Regions from separate parts of the Sus scrofa genome. Here regions 1, 3 and 4 are each linked to region 2. A link is a contact called in public HiChIP or PLAC-seq data. All regions are on one chromosome and are shown on one strand. Each heading gives the region's core, a stretch centred on a gene start, on an enhancer-like site or on the middle of the called end of the contact. The rest is flanking DNA. Distances are from core to core; before and after follow the strand shown. Region 1 overlaps STIM1 (stromal interaction molecule 1). Region 2 overlaps STIM1 (stromal interaction molecule 1). Region 3 holds the start of STIM1 (stromal interaction molecule 1). Region 4 overlaps STIM1 (stromal interaction molecule 1).

Evidence for each region. HiChIP or PLAC-seq counts read pairs in DNA pulled down with a chosen protein or histone mark.
Region 1: a contact with region 2 is called in an H3K27ac HiChIP or PLAC-seq map of skeletal muscle. The contact joins two enhancer-like sites. A contact is called at or near these places in 1 of 5 promoter capture datasets (liver), 28 of 47 Hi-C or Micro-C datasets (alveolar macrophages, blood, brain and 13 more) and 2 of 2 datasets of contacts at active chromatin or transcription factors (alveolar macrophages and skeletal muscle).
Region 3: a contact with region 2 is called in an H3K27ac HiChIP or PLAC-seq map of skeletal muscle, with 4 times the contacts expected there. The contact joins the promoter of STIM1 here to the enhancer-like site in region 2. A contact is called at or near these places in 1 of 5 promoter capture datasets (liver), 10 of 47 Hi-C or Micro-C datasets (blood, brain, embryonic fibroblasts and 5 more) and 2 of 2 datasets of contacts at active chromatin or transcription factors (alveolar macrophages and skeletal muscle).
Region 4: a contact with region 2 is called in an H3K27ac HiChIP or PLAC-seq map of skeletal muscle. The contact joins two enhancer-like sites. A contact is called at or near these places in 14 of 47 Hi-C or Micro-C datasets (blood, fetal liver, liver and 7 more) and 2 of 2 datasets of contacts at active chromatin or transcription factors (alveolar macrophages and skeletal muscle).

What each region holds. Positions count from the first base shown.
Region 1 is chr9:6,084,038-6,086,790 of Sscrofa11.1, reverse strand. All of the region lies in intron 6 of STIM1 (stromal interaction molecule 1), which reads left to right. Among named protein-coding and RNA genes, the nearest start is that of RRM1, 20 kb to the right of the region's middle. Within about 2 kb of position 1,415, at least 24 of the 83 cell types and tissues checked have an H3K27ac peak or open chromatin away from gene starts, as enhancers often do. A contact at or near this core is called in skeletal muscle, where this site is marked.
Region 2 is chr9:6,194,506-6,197,205 of Sscrofa11.1, reverse strand. The region is part of intron 1 of STIM1 (stromal interaction molecule 1); the gene reads left to right. Among named protein-coding and RNA genes, the nearest start is that of STIM1, 74 kb to the left of the region's middle. Within about 2 kb of position 1,450, at least 6 of the 83 cell types and tissues checked have an H3K27ac peak or open chromatin away from gene starts, as enhancers often do. A contact at or near this core is called in fetal skeletal muscle and skeletal muscle, where this site is marked.
Region 3 is chr9:6,268,134-6,271,042 of Sscrofa11.1, reverse strand. STIM1 (stromal interaction molecule 1) reads left to right here and starts at 1,620. Exons shown (of 12, transcript NM_001130974.1): 1 at 1,620-1,758. The coding sequence starts at 1,620.
Region 4 is chr9:6,108,607-6,111,306 of Sscrofa11.1, reverse strand. All of the region lies in intron 3 of STIM1 (stromal interaction molecule 1), which reads left to right. Among named protein-coding and RNA genes, the nearest start is that of RRM1, 45 kb to the right of the region's middle. Within about 2 kb of position 1,381, at least 31 of the 83 cell types and tissues checked have an H3K27ac peak or open chromatin away from gene starts, as enhancers often do. A contact at or near this core is called in skeletal muscle, where this site is marked.

The DNA of each region.
Region 1 (2,753 bases), core at 166-2,665, 110 kb after region 2:
GGTGAGTAGGGTGCAAGAGGCATTTGAGAGTCCGAGCAGGTGTTTGGCTTTTTTGCTTTGGTTTGGTTTTGAGAAAAGGAGAGGCCTACTTCAGGACTGTCTTTTAGACAGTGGAGAAGTCTTTTCAGGAGTCCATGTAAGAGGAAATGGGATCTGGCTCTTTTGTGTTCTTTTTAAATGGTAGATACTATTTTCTTTGGAGGGATGGGGAACGGACGTTTTCAGCCAGGTATTGTTGAACGCCTTTGTTTTTCATCACCACGACCCTGTTCGGTAGGTACTGTACCTCGACTGTAGAGCTGAGGAAGTGAAGCCTCAGAGAGGGTGAGTGCCTTCTCTGGGGTCACACATCACGAAGCTAGGAGTGTTGACACCCTCAGCCTGCTGCCTCCGTAAAGGCAGCCCGAGCAGATTCATTTCGGCGGGCTGAGCTTGGGGGGGCCAGAGGAGTTTTATCTTTGAGCCGATTCCTGGCTACTTTGCTGGGCCCCTTATTCCTGGGCCCTCTTCCAGCTGGGGGCTAAATGCTGTTGTGTGGGCCGTCCCCATTCTTCACTTGTCTGAAAAGCATGTACTGTTTTCATTCCAAAGGCAAAGAATCTAGGCAGGAGACATTCCAAGTTTGGGGATAAAACTAAGCTCCCCGCCCTCCCTGCTCCCCAAGGCCTCCAGAGCGAAAGGACCTGTGGCCCTTGGAGAAGTGAATGTACACACCTGCCCAGGGCCAGCCTTGCACCCGTGCACACGCACACCCTCTGACGGACGGTGTCCAGAGCCCACGTGCCTCTTGTCCCTCCTGGCTCAGCAGGCCTACACTGCCGGCCACTATGGTTTTTTTTAATAGAGTTCCTGATATTTCGGATGACTACATATCATGCTACATGTGCATTCCAGCTAGGATTTCATTTGGTTCAAGATAAGTCTTTGAAGCAGGGAGGAATTTTGATTCCCACTTGAAAATGAAGGAATAGGCCTTGTCCAGGGAAGAGACCTGTCCATAGTCACACAGCTCCTTAGAGGCAGGGCTCGCAGTCAGGCCGCCTAGTTTTCTTACTCGTATGTGCTGTCAAGGTGCTCAGTCTTCTGTGGAGGCGGCGGCGCGGGGCAAGCTTTCAGTGTACGTATGTTTGCTCATTTCTGCGCCCAATAGCAGTTACGGATGCTCATCTCTATAGATGCTGTTAAGACTGTAATAAACGTGGGTCAGTTTAGATTCTGCTTTAAAGAGCTCCCGATTGTACAGAGAAGACAGGCATATTATAGGCTTTTTGGAAGAGGCTGCTTTCGGAGGAGACTGTTCGGTGGAGAACTGAATCTGTAATGGTGTAATTTCAAGCAGTCGGGTCAGGGACTGACTGTTCAGTGAGAGAAGGAGATGGGCCTGGAAATGGCGCCTCTGGTTTGTTTTCGCTGTGCCTCTAGCGCCACCTGCTGTGCACATACGGGGGTCGGGGTAAAGTCCTTGCAGCTCCAGGGGCCGGAGACTGCGAGTTGTCAGCAGTAAGCTTGCAGCCTAGATGTTTTTCCTCTTGTCACCACATCTTTTGAGGCTTTGGTCACCGACACATCCGGGCTTGGGATTTTTCAGAGGTTTAGTTCAGTTTCTGCCTCTTCTGTTTCACCCACGGGATTAACTCACTCTTCAGTGCTCTTCTTTCTGGACTGCTTTTGTTCTACAGCCTGGCCTTCCTCTTCTGTAGCTCAGGGCGAAGCCGTATGTCACTTGTCTTCCTCATCATCCTTTTCCCTTCCCATCCTGGTCCCCTGGTCGCGTGGTAGTTACGAGGGTAGGAAGAGCTGACAGTGGCTAGGTCCTTTCCCTCTCCTGGAGGAAGGAGCAAACTCACTTTTTCTGCTGAGTCTGCCCAGGCCATCCTGTGCCCTGAGTCCTTCCAGGCAGAGTCTGTCACCCCATCCTTTGGGCCTATCCAACCCCTTGTGTGTCTCTCTATTATAGAACCTGTCACACTGTGTGCCGCTGTCTGTTTACGTGTCTTTATTGGACTAAATCCTGACTACCGGAGTTCCCGTCATGGTGCAGTGGTTAACAAATCCCACTAGGAACCATGAGGTTGCAGGTTCGATCCCTGGCCTTGCTCAGTGGGTTAAGGATCCGACATTGCTGTGGCTGTGGTGTAGGTGGCTACAGCTCTGATTCGACCCCTAGCCTGGGAACCTCCATATGCCGTGGGAGCGGCCCTAGAAAAGGCAAAACAGACAAAAATAAACAAATAAATAAATCCTGACTGCCTCAGTGGCACTGACGGTTTTCTCATTCGCGTCAGTATATCTAGGGCTCAGCCCTGGACTTGTCATTTTGTGAACCCCCTTAAGTACTTGGGAATGAGTGGAAGGATGCCTGACTGAATGAACATAGATGGGTCTGTGGAGGAAGCTTGGTTGGATGCATTGAGTTTTTGTTTTGTTTTGTTTTGTTTTTCCAGTGAGCAGAGGGAATGCATGGGTGGGTACAAGGGTATTTTCGTTATAACTGACGCCCCTGAGCTCTTGCCCACCATGGAAGATACTTAGGAAGGGAGCTAAGGGCTGGGAGCAACAGGGGGCCCTTCCAAGCCCTGCCCAGCCCCTTTGGCATGAATTTCATTTTTCTGGGCTTCTGAGCACAGGTCCTCAGGAGTCCAAGAGGTACAGCTCAGTCGTTCCTTCCTCCCCTTCCCAAATCTCTCCGCTACTGCCACCCCAGTCGTGTCTCAGCCATTGGGCTTTCTCTGGGCCTTTGGTCTGGCTTGCAG
Region 2 (2,700 bases), core at 201-2,700:
GTTTGTGTGTGTGTGTAGAGGGGCACCTCACAGAGCCCCAAAGTGCTGATAAGAACTTAAATCCCTGAGTTCACATTGTGGCTCAGTGGGTTAAGAACCCAACTAGTATCCACGAGGATGCAGGTTCGATCCCTGGCCTCACTCAGTGGGTTAAGAATTTGTCAATGCTGTGAGCTGTGGTATATAGGTCACAGATGTGGCTTGGGTCCTGTGTTACTGTGGCTGTAGCGTAGGCTGGCAGCTGTAGCTCCGATTGGACCCCTAGCCTGGGAACTTCCATATGCTGTAGATGCTGCCCTAAAAAGAAAAAGAAAAAGAAAAAAAAAAAAAAACTTAAATCCTTTCCTGGTGTCAGAGCTTTCCTGGCATTTTGGAAACTCACTTTTTGAGTCTTCTCATGAGGCTTACTGGCGGAATAAAGAAAAGGCCATATACCACAGCCATTTCCGCATATGCACGTGCGCGCGCGCACACACACACACAAATAGAGAACTGTATTTACATCTCAGATCTGCCACCTAATAACTTTATGACTTTATGTAGGTAAGTTTCCTACAGATGTCCTGCTTTCCCCTGATGGTGGTGCTAAAATTGGGAAACACAGAAAATACAGAGCTTTTCCAGGTCTTCCCTTAAAGAAACTTTATGGGAACTGACAGTTTGCACCCAGCTTCTGGTCATTTGCTCGTTCACTGAGCCCCTTCCTGGGTGCCATAGGATGGTGGCCTTCGGGGACTGGAGGTGCCCAGGAGCTGAGAGGTTGAGGTGGCTTGTTCCTGGTTCCATGTTTCTTGCCTCTCTTCCCGGTGGAGTGGCTGAGGCTGCTGGCAGAGGGCGGTACACTGGAGTTCCCCCTCTCTCTCTCCATCTCTAGAACGCAGCGTTTTAGACTTTGGGTTCCCAGAAATCAGGGCCGGGACTTGGAGGTGAAAATTTGCGAGCAGACTCGTCAAGAGGTAGGATCCTTGGCTTCCTTTCCTGAGTTTCGGGTGTGGAGACAAACTGAGAGGGCAGTGGGGTTCCGGGGGATGCAGTTGGCTAGGCTAGAATGAGTATCCAAAGATGTTTCCGAGGGCAGCTGACATCCTGGAAAGGCTGAACCCCCTCTGAGCTCTCCTGGACCGTCCAGCTTGTGGGCTGGGGCGGAGGGAGGGGTTTGCTCTGCGTTTTCCTTCCCTGCATCTTGTGACGCTTCTGGTGGCTCTGGTTTGCACCCACATTTCATTGCTTAGAGTGGACCCCATGCTGCAGTCTGTGGTCTGGAACATACCTCAGCCCTAAGTTGCCTATCTTGGGCCATCAGTCACCAAGTTTACAGATAACAGTCCTGTGCCTCTGGAGCCACGTGACCGGGCTATTCATAGACCTGAAGTTCTGGGAGAGCCTCAGCTCTTCCCCCACCTCCCGGGTCCCCGCAGCCCGCCTGGTGGTAGTTGCCTCCGGCTCAGCCAGCCCGACAGAGGATGGAAACAGGGCAGTGTGCCCAGCCCGTTTTGGGAGGTAGTGCAGGCCCGAGTCTGTATAAGTAGCCTCTCGCCTCACGAGGCCTCAGGGCTGTGTCAGGTCAAGTGAAAGGGCTTAGTCTTTAGGAGGAAATAATAGCCCTGAGCCTTGAGTGGGATTTTTTTTTTTTTTCAAATAACCCTATGCTGGCTCCTCACTCTATGAAAGGCGCTGTGCGAAGCTTCTCCGCGTAGGTGTCTCAATCTGCCCTACAACCTTGTGAGATAGATACTCTTCTTATTTTGTAGCAGCGATGACTAAAATGCAGAAAGTTTGACTGAGTAACTCCTGTCACACAGCTGAACAACCCTTAAATCCAGGCCTTCTGGTCTTGTTTTTTCCAAATGACAGCTTCCCTGTTTGCAGCTTCCTTTAGTAAACTTGGGCGAAGGTAATTTGAACGAATTACCCTTGGGGGCATTTGTGTTACTGGATGATTCCATATGGCTCAGAGAGTTGGAGGTGAACCTGATGGGAGAGGAGGGGCTCTCTCAGTCTGCGGGCAGCAGAGGGAACTCAATGGATGGCTGCAGCAGGACAGTGCTTATTGTAGGCTGTGTGTCCTTGGTAAGCCCAGATCAGCCAGTGGCTGTCCTGCAGGCTGATGCATCATATTTCTTAGCATGGCATTCAGCATGCTCAGAGGTGGGGTTTCTGCTTTATCTCTTCTTACTTCCTATCACACAAACTGTTCTTTGTTCTTTTGTTCATCACATCTGCTGTCATCTTCCATGTGTGGGCACTTGTAGGCTCTTTTCAGATTCTAATCACAAAGTAACATCAGGAGTTCCCCTTGTGGCTTAGTGGTTAATGAACTTGACTAGGATCCGTGAGGATGCAGGTTCAATCCCTGGCCTCGCTCAGCGGGTTAAGGATCTGGCGTTGCTGTGAGCTGTGGTGTAGGTCTCAGACACTGCCCAGATCTGGCGTTGCTGTGGCTGTGGCTGTGGCCGGCAGCTACCACTCCGATTTGACCCCTAGCCTGGGAACCTCCATATGCCACACGAGTACAGCCCTAAAATAGCACAAAAAAAAGAGGTAACTATTGAGTTCCCTGGTGGCTCAGCAGGTTAAGGATCTGGCCTTGTCACTGCTGTGGCTCTGGTTACAGCTGTGGCATGGGTTCAGTCCTTGGCCTGGGAACTTACATATGTGTGGGCATGGCCAAAAAAAAAAAAAAAAAAAAAAAAAAGAGTC
Region 3 (2,909 bases), core at 371-2,870, 74 kb before region 2:
GCAGGGAGCAACGAGCCACAGGCCCTACCCGCGAAAATCTCGGAGGGGAGGGGACCTGAGGAGGGGACCAGGTGGGAAAACGCGCTGTGAGAGTTGAGGGAGGGCATCCGTTTTAGCTTAAATGAGTGTGTGGCGGGCGGTCAGGAAGGCAGATGGGGGCCCTTGAGCTGAGACTTAGGGGAGGGGTAGGGCAGTTTTACCTACAGTGGCTTGGACGCTTCATTTTGTTTTCTGGCATCATTTCCTCTTAAAACACCAACAGGCCCTAATGGGCCTCCGGCGGGGCGGGTCCTCGCTCCTCTCCCCAACGCTCCGCAAAGGGGCAGGGCCACCCAAGGAGCCCGGGTCCCGACTGCAGCACCCAGATCTGCCCGCCAGGGGCCGCTGCGCACGGGGTGACGAAGCGCGCGGGTTCCTAAGCTGCAGAGAGGAGGAAGCCGATTGGCTGCGAGGCGCGGCGGGAGGGCGGAGCTTCGGTTGCCTGTCCGGAGTGGGGGGCTGGGAGCGCGCCCCCGGCCGCAGCAGGCCCGGCGGTTGTCGCCGCCGCAGCCCCGGGCGGCAGTAGTGGTGCTGAGGGCTTCTGTCCAGCCTGGCTCTAGAGCTGAGGCGAGTGGAGCCAGAGATCCGGGCCGGGCTGCTACTGTCATCCTCGCAGCTGTCGCCGCGGGCCTGGGTTACCTGAGCGACTGCGTGCCGGGGGCCCGCCGGTCCCTCCGCCGGCGGTTGGCGCGGGGGAGACGCTCGCGGGGGACGGGGAGGCCGGGACCCGAGCCTTGGCGGGGGAGAGCGGTCCTGGCCGAGACCCGCGCGGGCCAGCGGCCGGGAGCGCCCGCGGGGGTCCGGGGGCGCCGGGCGGCTGCCTTGCCCAGGTTATTCCGGGAGAAGCCCGGCGCTGGGGCGGGCCCGGGCTTCGCTGGGGGCCGGGCGGCGCGGGGCGGGCCTGCCGGAGAGCACGCCCCCGCCCGCCCCGGGCCCGCCCCGCGCCGCCCGCCCGCCCGCTCCCGAGCCTCTGTCCCGGGCCTGGCCCGTGCGCGTCCGCCTGCTGAACCTGGGCACTGCCGGGCGCCTGGGCACGGGACTGGGCGGGGGCGCTGACCTCGGCCTAGGAGGCCTGGGATCCCCGAGCCACCCGCGGGGGCCTGGGAGTCGCACGCCCTCCTCGAACCTGTGCTGCTCGCTGCTGCTCGGCGGGGCGCGGCCAGGTGCCCCCCTCTCTCCCTCTCTTGTCTCCCTCCCCCACCCCGGTGCCCGCAGGTCGTCCTGTCCGCCCGCCCCGTCTCGCAGGGGTGTAGCCCGCTGCGGAGCTGACAGCCGCTCCGCGGCCACCCAGCCCAAACTCTCCGGAAGCGGCCCGAGCCGACAGGGCGCTCAGGCCGTCGCAGCTCCGGCGGACCCACTATTGGACCAGAGGCGCCGGCCCTCCTCCTGCGCCCAAACTTGGAGCACTTGACCTTTGGCTGCCAGAGGAGGCCAACTCGCGGGTGGCTGGACAGCTGCGGCACCTTGAGGGCATCTTGCCTGGGGTTCCAGGACCGTCGGCTGCACTCCGGGGCTCCCGGCTTTGCCTCTGGGATCCCGAGGTGGCCAGAGCCGGCGCATGGTGACTGAGACCGGGAGTCATGGATGTGTGCGCCCGTCTCGCCCTGTGGCTCCTCTGGGGGCTCCTCCTGCATCACGGCCAGAGCCTCAGCCAAAGCCACGGCGAGAAGGCGACCGGAACTGGCTCAGGGGCCGGTTCTGAGGAGTCCACTGCAGCAGGTAAGGCCTTGCCACGGGCAAGAACTGAGTTGCCCAAGTGGGGAAGTTGAACCCTGGGTCTCTGCATGTGCAGTGGATGGAGGCCCCACACATGGCACTGGCTGTTCTTAGTAGTCCAAGGAGTTCTTTCTGTTCAGGAGCCGTGACTACTGTCTCTCTGTCTCTCCGACAACTTCACTCATCCCTCCTCAGGGTGTCCTTTGTTGGCAGTGAAAGGAGGTCTGCCTTTGGGGTAGCTTGGCCTTGCAGGTCAGCAGGCCAAGACCCCTTCTCAGGACGACTTGACTGCGAGGGTGGCCTGCGCGGATGATAAGGCTGTTGCTCTTGGCCAGTTTCAGCACTTGGCAGCACAGGGAGGTTGAGGCTGCTTGGGTTGGTCAGGGAGAGCCAGGACCGGGCCAGCTCTGTTACTCCATAACGTAGTGTTGAGGTGTGCCGGGCTATTCCAGTAAGTGTGGGAAGCCAAGTCCCTCCCTTCCCCTAGGTGATCCGCTGTCTCCTAGCTGTGCCCCTTTGAAATAGCAAAGCAGCTCGTTCCTTAGATGGTTTCTGACTTACCGCCGTGGAGTTCAATGGCCTTTTCCTGAAACGGGCGTGATAAAATTCCTGGGACCACTTGTTGGCTTATTCTCTCTCTTCTGACTGATGAGGGTAGGAATTCTACGGTATTTTCGATCTGTCCTGGTTTTCCCTGTGCACCCAGGGAGCCTTGTCAAACAGCAGGAGCCCTGGAGTGCTGTGGCAGGAGAGCAGAGCACGTTTAAAATCCAGTTGTCGTATATGTGTGTGTGTGACTGGGTCACTTTGCTGTTCAGTAGAAAGTTGACAGAACACTGTAAACCAGCTATCATGGAAAAAATAAAAACCATTTGAAAAAAAAAATAAAACTGACTTGTTGTACATAAGGCTGAGAAGGAATTCAGTTTCGTATTCCCATGTCTCTCACCCTGTCACTGGGATTTGCCAGAAGCAGTGAACTCAGAGTGAGGAGAGTTTATAGCTGGGTTCTTTCTGTGGGTGGGCGAGCTGGAGTCAGTATCTGTTGATGACAGGGAGGAAAAGGAAGTGGAGGTCGTGGTGGCTAGGAAGTTTCGTGGACGGATGCAGAGGCTGGCTTTGGCCATAGACCCTTTCTTAGGAACCCCCCTTTT
Region 4 (2,700 bases), core at 132-2,631, 86 kb after region 2:
CTGAGAGTTTCCTCATATTTGGATGCTCTTGTTCCTTACTCACCTCTGTAGCATCGGCCCCCAAAGTTACTGTTTTTCTCCTCCAATTAGTGTAAACATGCCTGCATTTGAAACAAAATTAACCGAATTCCTTCTATATACAAGGCATTGTGCTAGAGTCCTTTTGCATACCAGGCTCGTGCTTATTTCTGTGCTCCACTTGTTTTCATATTTTCTATGGGTCTTTTATTTTATTTTATTTTATTTTGCTTTTTTAGAGCCGCACCTGCGGCATATGGAAGTTCCTAGGCTAGGGGTCGAATCAGAGCTGTAGCCGCCAGCCTACACCACAGCCACAGCAGCGCCAGATCCGAGCTTTGTCTTTGACCTACACCACAGCTCACGGCAACGCCGGATCCTTAATCCACTGAGCGAGGCCAGGGATGGAACCTGCAGCCTCATGGTTCCTAGTCGGATTTGTTTCTGCTGCGCCGCGATGGGAGCTCCTCTGTGAGTTTTTATTATCTTTTCCATGGCCCTTTCTCTGTAGCTGCACTGGTTCACCTGCAGTTACTAGGATATCCACTTGCCGTTCTCTTCCATCCTTTGATGCTCTCACACATACTGTTCCCTGTTCCTTCCTTCTTTGTTGATCTGGTTAAATCCTACTTGATATTAAGACTCAATTTAAATATCTCTTTCTTTAGGAAATCTTCCCTGAAAAACCACAGGCTGGGTTAGTGCGTTCTCTGTTCCTCTAGCCTCTTTGTATTTATCTCATCACAGCACCTAGACACGAATTGCAACTGTCTGTTCCCTCGCCTTTTTATTTCCCCGACAGACTGCTCAAGGGCGTTATCTTATATGATTCTATCTTTTTTTTTTTTTTTTTCTTTTTGGCTGCACACACAGCGTGTGGAAGTCCCCAGACCAGGGATCGAACCTGCACAGGAGTTGCCACCTGTGCCACAGCTGCAGCAATGCCAGACCCTTAACCCACTGTGCCACAGCGGAACTTCCTGATTCTATACGTTAAGGCACAGGACCTGGCCCAGAACAGGGATGCGGAAGACAAGAGTTTGTCCTTGAGTCTGCCATTGTGTGTGTTATGGAAGTTGTTTGGCTCAGTCAACATTCCAAACTCCAAGTTGCCTGGCTCCTCTGCAGCCACGCTGCTAGTCTTTCTCTAACCTGGTCTCTGCTTTACAGGTGGTCTTCACTGTATGTCCTTTCGGGCTCTGGCTGACCTGTTTTATTGCCAGATAGCCTAGTGGGCCTGTCTCGTGGGGCCTGGGTGAAACGGCCAGATTCTTTTTTGCAGTGACAGCTTAGAGCTTGGTATTGATGCCGTGTTGGCACACTGGCATGGTGTCTGCCGCCCTCTAGGTCAGATGACAAACTGCTGCTGAGAGCCGGAAGGAAACCACTCAGAGAAACAAACCACAGGCCTCAGCTGCAAACTGTCCTTGGGGAGTGCTGCTTTGGTAAGACTGTCGGTGTCTTGGAGTGTTCTCTGTCCAGAGTTGCCAGATAAGAGGCTAGGCTTCTTGATGGCTTTTCTGACTCACTCCGGCAGTCCGTCACTCCGTGTCGCCGTACATCCCTCTTACCTAGCCCTTGTCGCACGGCGTGGCTCGTGTTTAACTCCCTGTCTCCTCTCCAGAAGAGAGCCTTGGTGCTGGAGGTCATCCAGATTGAGCTGGGTATCTAGAAACGAGTCAAGGATCTGCTAGGCTAGAAGCCCGTGAGAGCTTAGCGAAGGAATGAATGGCGAAAGCAATAGCAGCTAATGTTTGCTTAGCACTTCCTGGGTGCTGGGAGCTTGTCCTCTTTTCACTGCACTCTTGTGATGTGAGAACCCGCCTCTCATCATTTCATAGGTGACAGAACGGGGCACAGAAGGTTAAGTACCTTGTCCACGGTCTTACGTCCAGTAAGTGGCAGGTCTTGAACTCAAGCCAAGGCACTTGGTTCCCAAGTCCAGATTCTTAACCACTGGACTCTGTCTGACCAAAGGCTGACTGTGTGACCAGCTTACTGACAGATGCATGAAAGAGACAGAGAAGGTACTGGTAACCTTTCGGCCAGACGTAGGTCTTTTGGGATGCAAGTTTGAAACGACAAAAGTGAGGGCATTATCTGGAGGCACCACCATTAGGGGAGGGACATACTGATTCAGGAGCCTACTTCTTAACTGCTTATTCTTTCTCTGACAAGAAAAAGAAATGGCCAAGGCCAGGCATCTGTTCTGGCCGATCCCGGGAAGCACCGCTGCAGCTCATGTGCTAGGCAGTCACACCTAATGTTCCATCGCCCAAGTATCCACGTAGCTCATGTCCTCATTTTCTCGGCAGATGTTACCTCGTCAGAGAGGCCTTCCCTGATCTGATCTGACGTAGCACTATTCTTTATCCCCTTACCCTGCTTTATTTTTCTTCCGGTATTTATTACTACCCAACGGATAATTATTTGTTAGAGAGTTTTCATTTGTCTCCCTCTACCAGAATATAGGCACCAGGGATCTGTGACTGTTTTGTGTACTGTTATATTCCTAGATTTTAATTTTTTTTTTTTTCTGGCCACCCCTGTGGCACGCAAAAGTTCTTGAGCCAGGGATTACAGCTGCACCACGGCAGTGACCTGAGCCATAGCAGTGACAACGCCTGATCCTTTACCCACCAGGCCTCCAGGGAACTCCTCTATTCCTAGTTTTTAGAGTGG